Linked DNA regions of Zea mays: region 2 is linked to region 1. Evidence: chromatin contacts called from public Hi-C data. All regions are on one chromosome and are shown on one strand. Each heading gives the region's core, a stretch centred on a gene start, on an enhancer-like site or on the middle of the called end of the contact. The rest is flanking DNA. Distances are from core to core; before and after follow the strand shown. Region 1 holds the start of LOC100384736. Region 2 has its middle 35 kb from the start of LOC118476275.

Region 1 (7,851 bases), core at 2,847-5,346:
ATCATTCTGTATCTTCTTAGAATTACAGTTGTTGTACATCCATACCTAATCCTGTTAATATGCATTTGCAGCTTGCATCAGCAAATGCTTCTCAAATAATTCAGTCACTCCATGCAGGTTTTGTCCCAGTAAGTTGTTGTAGCAAAGGTTTTGAACCGCTATTCCTTCAAAATTTCATATTTATCAAAAATAGGGCCTGGTGCAGTGGTAGTCTCTCCACTTGCTGTTTGGAGATCCTTGAAAAATTAAGCAAGGGTAAGGATGTAGAAAAGTTCTCTTCCCCATACCCTTTCTTCTGTGGGAGCTTTTGGCACTGGGTACGCACATCTGAAGTTGTTGGCATGAGTGATATAGTTACTCACCCCATATTTGACAGCATATGGTGCTACTGGAACATGTATCATATTGTTATTTTTTATGCATGCACTATTTTGGTACTCGTGATAGTGCTTTTCTATATTGCACATTGAACGCTAAAACAAGTCCCATATGAATTATTTAGTATTAATTATTATAAGCAAGCATTAGATAAGTTCCATGCGCTCTCTGATTTGCAGCTGGAACCTAAGCATGATCAGAAATTAATATAAACTTTTGCTTATAGCATAAGACCCTTGTTTCTTGCAGGTTTTGCACGGTGATGCAGTTCTTGATGAATTATTGGTGAATTTTCAAATCAAAGCTTGCTGCGTTGTTGTTTAGGTTTTATGGACTATGAAGTCAATTTATTTTATTAAAAATAAAATTGATCTTATCTTTAAATGACCAGGACTGTACCATATTGAGTGGGGATGTCATTATACGACATCTTGCACAGCTTCTGAGTCCGAAATCTCTACAACTATTAAGAGGGGAGTGTAGACTGCCCCCGCCGTTACCAAACTCCTCCTGCTACCGCGCGTCCAGCCCCCGTGATGCAGTTCTTCCTTGTTGAGTTCTGGTAACATTCTGAGAGAAAGGGTGCTTTTGTAACAATTTGAGATAAAGGAGTGCTATTTCTTCCGTTATTGACATACTTGTAGGAGAGGAAGTCTGCTCTTCCTTGCTCAGTTCTGGTAACAGTTTTGAGATAAATTCCACTCGTGCTGTTACAGGCATATATTCAGTTTGAGAGAAAGGAGTGTTATTCAGTTTGCTCAGTTCTGGCATATGTACAGGCATATAGTCTGCTCTTCCTTACAGCAAGGCTATTAAACGGACGCACGGACATAAAAATACGTTTGGGAATTATATAAGAAAAATGGTCATTATAATGGTGTTACAATTTAATTTGTGATGAAAGGAAAAAATAGTTTACAGTCTTGGTTAGTAGTTTTTTTTTCCAGTGGTATATCACTCCCTTACCGGAGTGTGGAAGACTATGAATCCTAACTGCATTGTTTCTTCGCCATTTTACAAGGAAGGAACAAGCATCCGGCGACGACCGTCTCGATTGCGGGAGAGGGGAGTGCCCCTCGAGTATCCGCAGGTCTGTTTGGTAACTGTGTTGTTTCTTGCTTTCTGTTATTCATAGATCATATGGTTAAAAATGGCATGCGTATACAGAATCGAAGATATCATGAGAAATGATTTTGTTTTATTTATGTTCTCCATTTGTATGCTTTTTTGTTTCGTCGCTGTAAAAGTGTGTCCAATTTTAGTACCCTGTCTCTAATATATATGAACTATTTCATCCATTCATCAATTCAGGGATCCAACACTTGGACACCGACATTCGCATTCCTAGGAACATCGACCTGGGGGAAAAGTAAGGAAAGTTGTGCTGGTGTAGGAAGCAACAAAAAATCAGATCCGTTCTAGCTCTGTTCATTTTTATTCTTTTTTTTCTCTTGGGAACTTCATGTACATATATATATAATAGTTCATCAGGAGCCACAGGCCAAGCGGCGAGACGAGGCAGTTTGGAACTGCCATGGCAGCGGCAGCCGCCGACTTCCGATCCCGCCGCAGCTATGGCCGCCATGTCCACCTGTGCCCACTGGTTCGTTCCTGGCTCCGAATTTCTTTCCCATCCATCTCCCTTGCGCTTCCTGGTCCCTTGCTGTACATGGGTCGCCGTGTATGTGATGCGCTTGAACTGGTAGGCTTCTAAGTGAGACTTGTCTGCATTCTGCTCTTCGAAAGCCATCATATCCTCCGTAGCAGTCCCTGGTTGAAGGTTGGTTTCATATTTACTTCCTTGATTAGCACCATTGTAGCTTATAGAAAGTAAAACACTGACGGATGGTAAAGTCAGATCCCCATGAATATGGTCCTTTTCCACTGACCCAATATTTGCAGAGACAAATGGGATGATTCCACCGGGCTCATGAAATGAACTCACGATATACCTCCTCATCTAGGATGAGTTGATCCTTAAACCAAGCACCCCTAATACTGTTTATGCCTAGATCTGCCATGATTTTTTATTCAAGCTACGAAACAAATTACAAACCATAGTATTGTTTTCCTGATAGTTTATCCTTTTACATCACTAAACTTGATATTTCATTACAGAATGGAGTTCATTCCCTCTGTCCAGTTGTATGGTCAAAATATAGGAGATGGTTGATGATGTCCAATAGCTTGTGTAAGTCTCATTCGTCTTCTAAGATATTATTTGTAGTTGTCAGTAACCAGTGTATCTATTAATATATTGAGATTAAAATAACTGACTCAATAAAATATCAGGAGAGCTTTTCGTTGTATTGCTTTGTATTATAGTTATTCAATTAAAGGATACATTTTGTCATGGTTCTTCAATTGTAAGGTTACTTTTTACCTTGTAGTCTGAGGGAGAAGCACTTCCATTTGGTTTTGAAATGTCCAGGCGATCTGAATACTACTAAAAATTAATTAGCACATCAGCTTCTTTTTTTGTATTTAGCAATGGCCAATGAGTACTGTAGCTGACCTGTTCTCTGGAAATTGTTACTATCTTCCTTAGCAACATGCTTTTGCATTATGTTTTAGAAATGCCTCCACAATGATCAGTTACTGATCGTCGGTACGATGTCCACTAGCGTGAATTCATCAAGATGAGGTTTACAAATATATTGTATTTGCTATACGTGAGACTTTTGGATCCTCTGGTATCATTGTGGCTTGCATGTCAGTACTTTGTATAATAGAGATTATGCGAGTAATCTTACCAGTGATGTCGTTGTCGATCTTACGCTTGGTGCCCCTAATGACAATCTTATTAGGTCCATCAGCCTTTCCTGTTCTGAGCAAGTTGAAGTAGGCATTATTTGTCTGTTTGACCAACGACATCAATATTGTGATAAATTTCTGTTTTGTTTATCTACTACAGCTCAAGACTGTGACTAAATTTCAACGGATTAAGGTGGATAGCGTCAGATTTGAAAATGAGAAGCTTTAGGATACCTCGTATTGGGCTAACATTACCATTCCCATGGCACCGTTACCATTCCATGTTTCTAATGGACTAAGGGTCTGAGGCCACGCTTCTGTACGTGCCTACCGCCAAGACACCTTGAGCTACACATGTGGTTTGTTATTATCTTGAAAGCGTAATTGTGCCAATACTATAACCTTAATATGCTTGCTTGATCTATATTTTTTGTGCCATCAAGAATGAGTCAATTAGATAAGGATATATGTTAGCTTTGTCAGTATTGTCTGAGTCTTTAAGCGTAGCAGTAAAAGTTTTGGCATACCATTATTTTAGTTATTATGATTTGAACAACCTGTTTTATATAGGGAGCTCGTGGCAAATGCATCCTCACAACAGGACGATGGAGCTCAAAGGGTCAAGTGGTGGCTCGCTCGGACTCGCGCTCCTCTGCAACAAGGCACTGTTCCCCATGAGGGTTCCCATTACCATTGCGCTCGCGTCGCCTGTCACTAGGGCTCTGAGCCATTAGATGCTCGTCAATTTATGTAAATTTATGTTCCGTTGCAATGCACGAGCACATACCTATAAGATATTAAGATCAAAGATAGTATATATATTGTTTGTTTTCATGTATTACCTAACACTGTCTAGATGTACATAAATTACCATGATATTATATATTCCCGTTGCAACGCACGGGCACTCATCTAGTGGTAGTATAAGTGCGGATAGCCTTACATGCGCCGTTTGCGGTACTACACAGTTTCATCACATAGTTGCTGGCGGCTGGCCGGCCTCTTTCTCTTTCTCGTTTCTGCCCCCTCTGCTTGCCCCCCTTTCATCTCAGGCGTCGAAGAGAGAGAGAGAGAGAGAGAGGAGTTGCAAGTTGGTGAGATGGATCTGTTGGAGCGGAATATTAAGACGGAGACGGAGGAGACGCGCAAGGAACAGGAGCGTAAGGAGGAGGAGGCGGAGGCGGAGGCGGAGGCGGGGGAGAGGAAGACCCAGGAGCCGCCGCAGCAAGGCCAGGGCCTCAGCCTCTCACTCGCCAACGGCAGTGGCAGGTACCTAGCCTCACCTCTCCGAGACTCCCCGCACCGCACCGCCGAGTCCAGCGAGGGCTCTGCTTCCCTGGAGTGGTTCGCGGCTGTCTAGTCCCTCGATTGGTGGCCTGGTGGGGGAAATTTGAGTTCCTTCTCTCGTTCGTCTCCCCCGCGCTTTCCCCTCTTTCCTGTTCTCGGCGGTTGACGCGCTTTAGCACTTGCCACCCCAGCTTTTCGCGTTAACTGTGGAAGTGCCACGTGGGATGGGCCTTGGGCTGTGGCCGTACCTTTCGCTGGGTCAAATCTGATTGCGGGCTTGCGGCCGCTCCTCCGGGCGAGGATACGGAGCCGGCGTGGCGGATCCGGGAAGGCGTGTTCGCCCTCTCCTCGGCTCCTCGCTCGCAGGCGAAATCCCCTTCGGTTCTGTCTATCGCTCCTGCTTTCCACTCTCTCCTGCTGTCGCGAAGCTGTAACCTGATTTCGGTGTAGTCTTATGTTAGCGTCAAATGTTCTTATCCATATTCCTTCTGCTGGGAAGGGGTTCATCAGTTGCCTGAAACCTTCGTTTCCGGTCCTCACTCATCTTGCTGTCATTAGCTGTCTTGCGTTTCTATCTACCCTATTATATGGATATTGTCATACTGATATATCATTATGGTGAACGCGAAACTGAACTCGGTGACTGGCTTAGCGCCAAATGTTTGCTTCCTTTTGTTTTATACTAGGGCACTCAGTTCAGTTTGTCTACTTTGGGTCCTTAATCAAATCTAAATTAAATGGGAGAGACGATTTGTTCATTTGTTTCGGCCAAAATGGTTGCCCTTTTTTCATGGTTGTTGGGCTTTTGTAAAGAACTTCAGCAGATGGCGTGCAGATCCAAGCAACCCTTTCCCATCTTTTGTTGTATACAATTGTTTAAAGCTTTATTTACGAAAGGTTGTAAACGGAATTTCAGAATCAGATTAACGACGGATAACTGCTACTGTTTGCAACGCAAACCTTTAGTTGGAGAAATGTGAAACACGCGTAGATCTGATGAAAGTTGAGTTTAACAGGCAATAATTCCATTCTGCTGCCAAGGACCTTATGCTATAGTGCTAGACTGTGTGATAGGGGACCAAGGACGCAGAGTCTGCCAAACCCTGCAAACCCATTGGGGACATTGAACTGGTCCTTAAAATTTCCTCTGATGTTAAGCTACTTTTTCCTTGAACCGGACCATGTTTTGCAGATTTGTCTGTTGTGCTATAATTAGTTGTTCAGTATGCTTCTTCAGAAGCATTTATTTGTTTTGCTTCGACAGTTCTAGAACATTTAGTGTATGGTTCTGCTATTTTCAGTTCCATTTTATTTCCTGGTTAGTTGTTATCAGCCAGGCTTTGAACAATATGGACATCTGCACTAATCAGATTGGACAGACCCAGTTGATAGCGGCTCCCACTCATAACCGAGGCAGCCTTACCCTTGTTTTTTAGAGAGGCTGCATTGAACACAAGACCTTTAAGAACTTTGTGACTGACAAAATGCTTTGCGATATCTGTACTGCTAAGTCCCTATAAATGGTTTGAAAGCCACTGTCCAGAAGGCAATCCATTTGTGAATGGCCAAGACGCCAAGTAGATGTATCCTTCTATTAGAAATCTATCTCCATTTTCCGTCCATTAGGAAGTAGGATGACTGTTTTCCTGTACCCCGCACATGCATTTTATCTCATGCTAGTGCTGAACCTATCACATGGCATTATTTCATGATTTAATCTGAACTACTAGTAAGGATGACATGGATCTGCCTACTTCAGAGATGCCATTTTATCTGCCTTTGCATGTTCTTAATTTTTCTGCATTCTTTACTACAAGGTCTGGAATGTTGCCGATGTCGAACGTGTCCGCTAATCCTTCACAGCTTACAATTTTCTATGGCGGATCAGTATGTGTGTATGACTCAGTGCCACCGGAAAAGGTGATATTGTCTTCTTCATTTACAGATATCTTGTCCTTCTGTACTGTCTCTTAAAGACACATATGCATGCTAACTCACTAATCTGGAATTGACAGGCTCAAGCAATCATGCTTATAGCTGCAGCTGCAGCGGCAGCGGCAGCTACCAAAAGCAGTGCTGCCCCTACTGTTAAGCCTCCAATGGTGCCTGCAGCCACTGTTGCCCCAGCAGCTGTCGTTTCTCCTGTGCTTACACGGTCTCCATCACTGCAGAGCACTTCTGTAGCAACTGGGCAACCTCAGGTTGTTGCTGAACCTAGCTCGATATGCAAACTTCAGGCTGGTAAGACCACAGCATCTTTTGGGTAAAAAACCAGAAATGGAATACCTTTTTCAGTGTTGACATTTTTCTAACATATCTTTAAACTACCTTAATCCGCTGGCCAGATCTCCCCATTGCCAGGAGGCACTCTCTTCAGCGTTTCCTTGAGAAACGCCGTGACAGGTTAGCATGGTAGATGATAGCAACAGCGCTATGATGTTCTGAATCTCTTCTTAGGCTCCTTCTACATGTTGAAAACTTTAGTTATAAACTGGTATATGTGGTACAACAGTATTCAACAGCATGCTTTGTTCCGTGTTCTATTTTTATCCTCTAGGTAGGGTAAAAAATTGAAATAATTTGCTGTTATAATTGTATTTAAATGATTGCACTTTGTGCTCGATGACTGCATAAAGTAAACGAAATGTGACTAATTCATTTAAAACATTCCTCAAAAATCCTAAAAATTTGTTTACAGCAGGAATGAGTAGAGAGCCTGCTTACATAATAGAACACATAGCAGCTAACAGCGTTGGATCATGCAACTTTCCTGACTTTTTAAATATCTGCAAAAACCGAAATTAAGGGTGGTCACCTAAAGGCCCATGTGTCATCTGTAGGTTGCAAACTAGCTGAACACCATTTTGTTCTTCAGATGTCAGGTTTAGATGGCTATTTTGCCTTATCTTAAAACTGAGTTTAGAATTGCCTTTTGTCATGGGTTTGCTGAATTCGACTGCTGTTGGCATGAAACAGGGTCGTGAGCAAAGCTCCATACAGCACCGCCAAGTCGTCCGATGGCATGGAGTCACCGAGGATTGAGGTGACAGCGGAGGGCAAGGCCCAGTAACTTGAAAGGTCCCCGCGGAGTCCCATCGGTGAAGGCTGACGTTGTGGGAAGGGGCAGGGACGCGCTGTTGTTGCCTTATGTTATGTGGCGGCGGCAGCGTGGAACCGCACTAATAATGTGGACCGGAACCTCTGTTACCGTCGTTTGTGCTGTCGCGTGCTAGGTTTATGCTGAAGTGGATTCCTTTACTCCGCACACCGAACTGTGTCTGTTGTACATCACGCCGTGACGCCGGTGGTCTCGTCTGTCTGACTTCGTTACATGGATCGTCTAGTAGTAACGGAATGCAGTACCACGTGTGGACATGTGTTTAGTGTGAAAGATGATGGGGCTTTGCTTGCTTGTTTCCACTACCATTTCCC
Region 2 (7,164 bases), core at 2,291-4,790, 95 kb before region 1:
CCACTGCAGCGCATCTTGCCCAAGGACGATGGGCAGGTACGCGGTCATAACGTCTTCCGATGCTCCGGCAGCCCGAGCAGCGGTGGTGTAAACGGCTAACCAACCCCCTGGATCCTGCTTAGGTTCATATTTGTCGACATTGGATACCTTGAAGTTGGGAGGCCATTGGATGGCCCTAAGGCGCGGAGTAAGGGCGGATACTCCGCACGTGTCCTCCTGTCGTCGGGGATGACGTCTGTCCCGGGGAGGGGAGTGGCGGTGGTGGTTCCTCGACCGTCCCCAGGTGGTACCACTAGTTGAAGCTGTTGCCGACTCAGTCTGGGTGGCCTGGCTTTGAGTCGGGAAGCCATGATCTCGGTCATACTCCTCCCGACGGCGAATTTCGTTCTCGTGCCGCCGTTCGCGCGAAGCATTGATAGAGCTTCGCGCGTCTCGGCGACTGTTGATGGCGTGTCGCAAATCGTTCGGCGGGTGAGCGAGCGGTAGAAGATGGTTGGCTGCCTGAGTGAACAGGCGTCGGTATCCCTCGGCGTCGGGAGTCCGAGGAAGTCCGTCAGCTATCCGAGCTAGAACGCCTCCGACTTCGCTCGGCGTGTTCATAGCTCGGGCGAAGTCGGGGTTCAAATTGCGCCCGAAGAGCGGATTCTCGCGTCGTTGCCTTGCATCTTGCTCGGCTTGCTCCTGAGTCCGACGGCGATCACGTCGTCGAGAGTTCCTTCGTTCCCTGAAGACGCGTTCTTCCGGAGTTTCTCCTATCTCTGAGACCTCGTCTCGCGAGACAGGCTGCTCCGGATCCCTTTCTCCAGCTGCGTGATGTCGTCGAACGTTCCTGCGTCGGTTCCTTCGTCGGCGGGATTCTCGCTGAGGCGGTTCTTCTCCAGGCGCGGTCGGTTCATCGTCGGAGATGGCGGGCGACTCTGCTCTCCCGATGAAGAGGACGTCGGGGTAGAACGGTATTGCTGCCGCGGCGACTTTCTTTCCGTTCTCCTTTGAGGTCGGAGGAACGGGAAGAACGACTTGCCTCTCCCTGGTCTCCTTCTTTCTCACGACCCGTGTCCATTCTTTCGTCGGGGAAGTAGACAGCGGAGTCTTCCGGGTCGGCGAACTTCTAGCTCCAGCCTCCCCGGAGACGATCTTTTTCCGAAGAGCCGGAGGTAGTGTCTTTCCAGCATTTTCGGAGTTTGTTGGAGGAGACTTCTGTTCCGGCAGATCTGCGAGGCGGTGTAGAATTCCTTCTTCATCTGCTACGGACGAGATTGTCCCGAAGCAGAATACAGATCCGGGACGCACGACGATCTTGCTGTGGAAGGTGACGGCCATTGAGCTAGCTTGGATCGTCGACACACCCCTACCTGGCGCGCCAGCTGTCGGTGTTTTGGGTCCGACCGCACACCCGGGGTTGCCCCTCAAGGTGTTTTTAGGAGTAGGACGGTGTCAACGACTGTAGCAAAATGGTTCGTGCTGGTCGCACGAGGGACAGTGGACAAGATTTGCAGGTTCGGGTCGCTTAGAAGTGCGTAACACCCTACGTCCTGGTGAGTATATGAGCGTGGTTACAAGAGGGTTCTCCGGATAGAGGACGCAGAGAGTTTATGTGGGTGGCTAAGTAGAACAGGGGCGATCGTTCTGAAGGGGTGCCCCCTAGGTCTTATATACTCGACCGTGGGGCAGTACACGTGAGTATGATAACAACAAGTAGCTAAAAGATAGTGAACCTCTTGAGTTTATCCCTACGTAACCCTTGCCGACTTATCCTCGCATGGCTCTGTTGCATGTGGGCTTCAGCGCGGGAAAGTCGGGTCTCTGTTGCGATTCATTCGTTCGACGTTGTGGGCCGTCTGGGTTTGCACTAATCAGTCTCACGTCTTCTTTTCTTTGTTGGTTGTCTTTCCCTAGGCCCACGAAAGAATGACCTTACGAATTATTGGGCCCTTGGGCCTTTCGTGAGGCCTTTTACTTCTTTAGTGGACCCAGGGGATATCTATCCCCCACAGGCTTAGCCTGAGAGCTCTAAGAAGATACAAAGATTTTTGCACCCGACAATTTCATTTTCAGTTCCGGGAAATTAATCATCTCATCCAACCTCTCTTGAGAAGGAAATTGCATTAGAAAACTAGAGTGACACTTGGTAGCTTTCCAAGTACGGCCCCAGGGGAAATGAAAACTGAAATCCTTCTCAAGATCCTCAGCCGAGATCAAACCCTTAACAATTTAACCAGACCAATAAAACTATGGTTCGGTTTGTTTGATAACGGCTTGGAGAAATGAGAAGAGTAAAACCCTAGTCCATCCCCCGCCATCCCAACAATAGGCATGCTGGGTTTGTTCTGTTTGGGGAGAACGCACCGAGCGGTGTTGTGCGTTTCCTTGCGACAGATCTCACACCACAAAGATTTGAAGCACTCCCTAGCATGATGGCCATCCATACCGCTTTTTTGGCAGAAAACCCTACGCACCATTTCATTCTCTACTTTCAGAATGGTAGGGGGAGGGGTTTTAAGAATACCTGGCTGGCCGCCATCGCTGGAAGAAGAGATAGGGATGTCATCCTTGCCCTCAGGCTTTCCAGACCCCGGCTTCAAACGCCAGCTGAGGCTTCGGTTTTTTCCCCAAGATTGGGAACCCTGCGGAGCTTCCTTCGGTCCCCAACGGTCCCAGTTAGGGTTGCGATTCTTCGGATCCATCTGGAGCGGAGCCACCAAGAGACCCAGGAGAGGCCACTCCTCGGCAATCGTCGACGGACGAAACGGAGAGGAAAACCAACCACCGCAGAAACTAGCACACGACGAACACGGGAGCGACCAGAGACGAGAGAGACGCGACGCGAGATGAGGGAAAGAATGCGAACCCACGTAATCAGACGGAAACCCTAGACGCGTACCTGAAGGAAATCGTCCATCCCGCGCCGCCTCGACTTCCTGCCGCTCTGGGCCGCGCGAAGACGACACCGCGGGAGACGGATGCGAAGGGGGCGGCCCAAGATCCGCGCGCGAGCCGCTACGGGCCGACGATGAACAGGAACGCCACGCAGGAGAAGTAGGGCTCCGCCCCTTCTTTTTTTTTTCTTCGCATTTTTCTCAATCCTCTCCTTTCTCCGAATTTTTACATTATATATATGAGAATTAGTTAAAAAATTAATAGCTCCTATAGTATTATGAGGGGATTGCCCCGTGCCTAGGACTGAGTAATCAGATAACCGACGTTTTTCGGTTCGGTTTCTGGAAAACGGTAACCTAAATTTTATTTAGAAAAGTGAAAACCGATCCTTTGGTTAACCATATAGTTCGGTTTTCGGTTTACCGAAAAAAACCGATTCCCACATTGTCTAAACAGAGGAACTTGCTAGGTAAGGGTATACAGGCGGCAGCAGTACTTGCTCGACGGCAATGTGGAGTGCGTCATCACTCGTAATAGCGTGCAGCCGCAACAGAGCAAGAAGCATATTACTTGGCGTGTCTACTCTTTACTGCAGTGGCAATTAGCTGCACGAGACGACAGCAACCGGATCTCTGCAAATCGCTGCAAGTGCTGCACAAGGTGAAGCCGAGGCTGGAGGGCCGTGAGGCTGACTAGCTGAGGGCCTGAGGCCACGAGCAGCTCATGATGGACTGAGAGAGCGTGATGGGCTAAAAAGTCCTACTTCAAATGATGGCCCACATGTTTCCGTTTTCCGGTTTAAACCGAATAAAAAACCGAAAACTAAAATTAGTTCGGCTTCTGCAGATTGATAACCGAAAATTAGTCAGGTTTAATCGGTTCCGGTTTTTTTGTTCCGGTTTTTCGGTTCCGGTTCTGTGGTTTCGATGTTCGATTCTGTGTTGCCTGTGCATGTCGCGCGGATCATTTATACGGATTCGGCAAAGCAAAGTGGCCTCTTTGGCCAAATTTCGCTTCTGCGCGGCTTTAAAGCAAAGTGGTGCACCGCCGTGATAAGCTACGGACAATGGGACGGCTGACTGGCGTCAAGCGCCTTGGTCTAATCTAAATTCTCAATGATAATTTGTTCTGCTAGCTACCTCCACGTCCACAAGCGTTTTCATTCGTCCATAGTGATGTTGTCTCGCCGCCGACAAACAGTATGCTCTTATTATTTTATAATTTCGGATTCTAAAGATTGAAAAACAAAGAAATGAATAAAACTTCATTATAGGGCCTCTAGTGTTCATCCTGCGATCTTCAAAAGAAAACTTTTTGTGAACCTCGTCAAACGCCCAGACCCAACACGACCAAACCGCCCACTCGGCCCTCTCGCTTCCAAACCATCTAGTGTGGCCACGCGTCCCCATGCGCCCCACCACGACGGGCACACAATAGATCTGATGTTTTTGTAGAGTGCAGTGTGTCCGGGCACGATATCCCGCACGTGCGTATAACAAGGAAAGTTTCTTGTGGTCGTCGCCTCTGACCCTATCACTTTCGCGTAGGAGAGTCGCATAGCCTAGCTGCCATCGAAGAAGATGGCGGTGGTGGAGGCATGAGGCGTGACACCTCAGAACTCTTGCGATGTTTACAATTTCGTCTATGTTGTTGTCAGTCTCTTTCCTCTACAACTACCTCTAATCAGGGGCCAAGGGAAATAAACTTCGGTGTCGCAATGGTCCTAAGAGCAACTCCAATAACGCTGCTAAAAATTTCAAAAAAGGTTATTTTAAGGGAAAAGTGTGTTTTTCCGACTCTGTAAATGCAATCAACCCTAATTGAGGGTTTTGGTGATTAAACGACAAAACAAATAAGGTTTCTAACAAATATTGCTCCTAATGTATATTCAGCTTCTGTAAATATAAAGGGTGTAACAACTTTATTTGAGAAAGGGAAAAGGAAGTATCGAGGACAAAGGAAATACATCATGTGGTGCCTTGAAAATATTTCATGCGACAATCATACAAAACTTTCTATATTTCTTGATTCGCAGGGTTTATTTCTTCCTTAATAGTTTTCGCACAGGTAATGGTGTTTGTTATTGCTCAAGTCTCTAAATTCAAAAGCTATTTTGAAAACCAAATTCTTTGAACACTCTGTGGGTTCGACTGAAGTGAGGTTTGTGAGACGAAGATCCTTCCTGCTCAAAAGCAGTTGACTTAAGCTGAGTTGAACTTGTCTTCACGACATTTCAACTTAACTTGAGCTGAGTTGAGTCTTTCTCCAGAACAGCTCAACTTGACTTCGACTCTAAAGCTCTCTGGTCAAAACCAATTGAACCTGCCACAGGGCTAGTTCAACTTGGGTTTTCTCTTCGAACCTCTCTGGTCAAAACTAGTTGAACTGGACCTAGGGGTCGTTCAACCGATGTCGGGGTCAGTTGACTAGTCTGTCTTTCTGACTACCAGTCTGACTGCCAGACTGATTGCTAGTTTGACCGCAAGACGGTTGAACCAGCCCTAGGGGCGGTTCAACCGGTCCTGGCACTTTGACCCTAGTCAAACTGCTTCATTTTGAACTAGGTTTTTCTATGGTCCGAAACCGGATCAACTGGGGGTTGGTGGCGGTTCAACCGGTCCCACGCAGAAAAGTTCAGCCCAATAACTCTTTTTGAGAAGACTCTATAAATACCCCACATACCTTTCTCCTCATTTATGCTGGTCACCTCCCACAATTATTGCTTACCTAACTTGAGACATAGCACTCCTCCTTTACCTCTCTCGCACCCGATCTAGCTCTCAAATCGATTGATTGAAGGAGCCCTTGGTGTGATGTTTGTGCTTGTGACCTTCAGATTTGGTTCTACTCTCCCCTCTCGTTCTCATTTCTCGAGCTTGTTGCAAACACCTCTTGTGCGAACTTGTTGTTCTTAGAACTTTCGAGTTTCTTGATGGATTGGGGTTGCTTGGGAGACTCCAAATTTGTGGACGACCCTAAGAAGTTTGTATCACACGCCTTAAGTAGAAATTGATTGCGCCCAAAGATGGCATGCCTCGCGAAGGGATGACCACCACAATGGCTTAAAAGGCAGAGAGATAGACGTCTCCCAAATCGAGAAAAAGCCCCCGAGGAGAGGTACTCCCCCGGGGCTCGTGGGCTACTCTTGAAAGACCTCTAGCAACTGAGGCCCACTGGTCAACCAGGGGAGAAAGGCAACATGTACCCTGAAAGAATCGCCACCAGATGAACCCCGCGACACAGAGCCCGGGGGTGGGCGTGGTGGAACCGAATAGGGGTCCGAGCGTAGCAAAGAGAAACCACTCTAGTGGATCCCAAGCCTGGTTCAATACCGATCTGTCATAAATAACCGACCACATTAAACTGTGCCTTGCGTCGAGCCACAGCAGGGACACCGATCTGCCTCCCACTCATGACTATAGGTGTACATTTGGGCCGGGCCTGATGGGCCGGCCCGAAGCACGGAAAAAAGCACGGTCCAGGCACGGCACGACCCGAAATATTTTAGTGTCGGGCCAGCACGGCCCGTTATATCGGGCCGGGTTTGGGCCCAGGTCATGGCCCATGGGCGGGCAAGAGCACGACCCGTTTAAGACCGGCACGAAATGGCCCATATAGAGGCATGAAAAGGCCCATATATTTATTAAAACCACGCTTTCATTTCACACTTTCATATACTTGATAAAGAACACAAAGCTAGAGATAATGCTAGTTAGATGTTTTTTGTAGCTTTGAATTAGAGTATGTGATGTAATTTTACTTTTGTTATGAACATTAGACAATAAACTGAACTTACGAACTTTGTATAGAGCTGATTATACTCTTTTTCCTTCTAACAAAATGATTTGTAAATGAGGTAGTCATTGCATAGCTGTGGTAACTTTAATACAAATATTAAGTTTGCTTTTGTTCAAATTTATTTGTCTTATCTTTTATTTGTTTTATTATTTTTTTTGAATTTAGGGATATGATGTGAATTTTGGGCCAAAAACTGAATTTCGGGCCAAAAAATAAATTTCGGGCCCTAATGTGAATTTCGGGCCAAAAATGAATTTTGGGCTTTTATAATTTCAGGCCGCCCGAAATGAGCCCGACACGTTTAAGCAATTACGGGCTGGGCCGTGGGCCGAGGGCTAGGCCCGTGGGCCGGCCCGGCACGGCCCGAAATTCAAACAATACGGGCCTTTTCGAGCTTGGGCCGGGCCAGGCCGGGCGGCCAGAATATACACCTATACTCATGACCTACAAACCTCTCATTCCACAGAGCACTCATAACCTACAAACCCC

Evidence for each region. A called contact is a pair of places that touch in the nucleus more often than the background predicts.
Region 2: a contact with region 1 is called in a Hi-C map of ear, with 3 times the contacts expected there. The contact joins the enhancer-like site here to the promoter of LOC100384736 in region 1. A contact is called at or near these places in 3 of 25 Hi-C or Micro-C datasets (ear, endosperm and tassel).

What each region holds. Positions count from the first base shown.
Region 1 is chr2:4,928,935-4,936,785 of Zm-B73-REFERENCE-NAM-5.0, reverse strand. LOC100384736 reads left to right here and starts at 4,096. Exons shown (of 5, transcript NM_001177203.1): 1 at 4,096-4,401; 2 at 6,237-6,339; 3 at 6,435-6,660; 4 at 6,765-6,822; 5 at 7,396-7,783. The coding sequence starts at 4,232. The coding sequence ends at 7,489. It also overlaps the pseudogene LOC103645831.
Region 2 is chr2:5,023,752-5,030,915 of Zm-B73-REFERENCE-NAM-5.0, reverse strand. No RefSeq gene overlaps it. Among protein-coding and RNA genes, the nearest start is that of LOC118476275, 35 kb to the left of the region's middle. Within about 2 kb of position 3,540, at least 10 of the 20 cell types and tissues checked have an H3K27ac peak or open chromatin away from gene starts, as enhancers often do. A contact at or near this core is called in ear and endosperm, where this site is marked.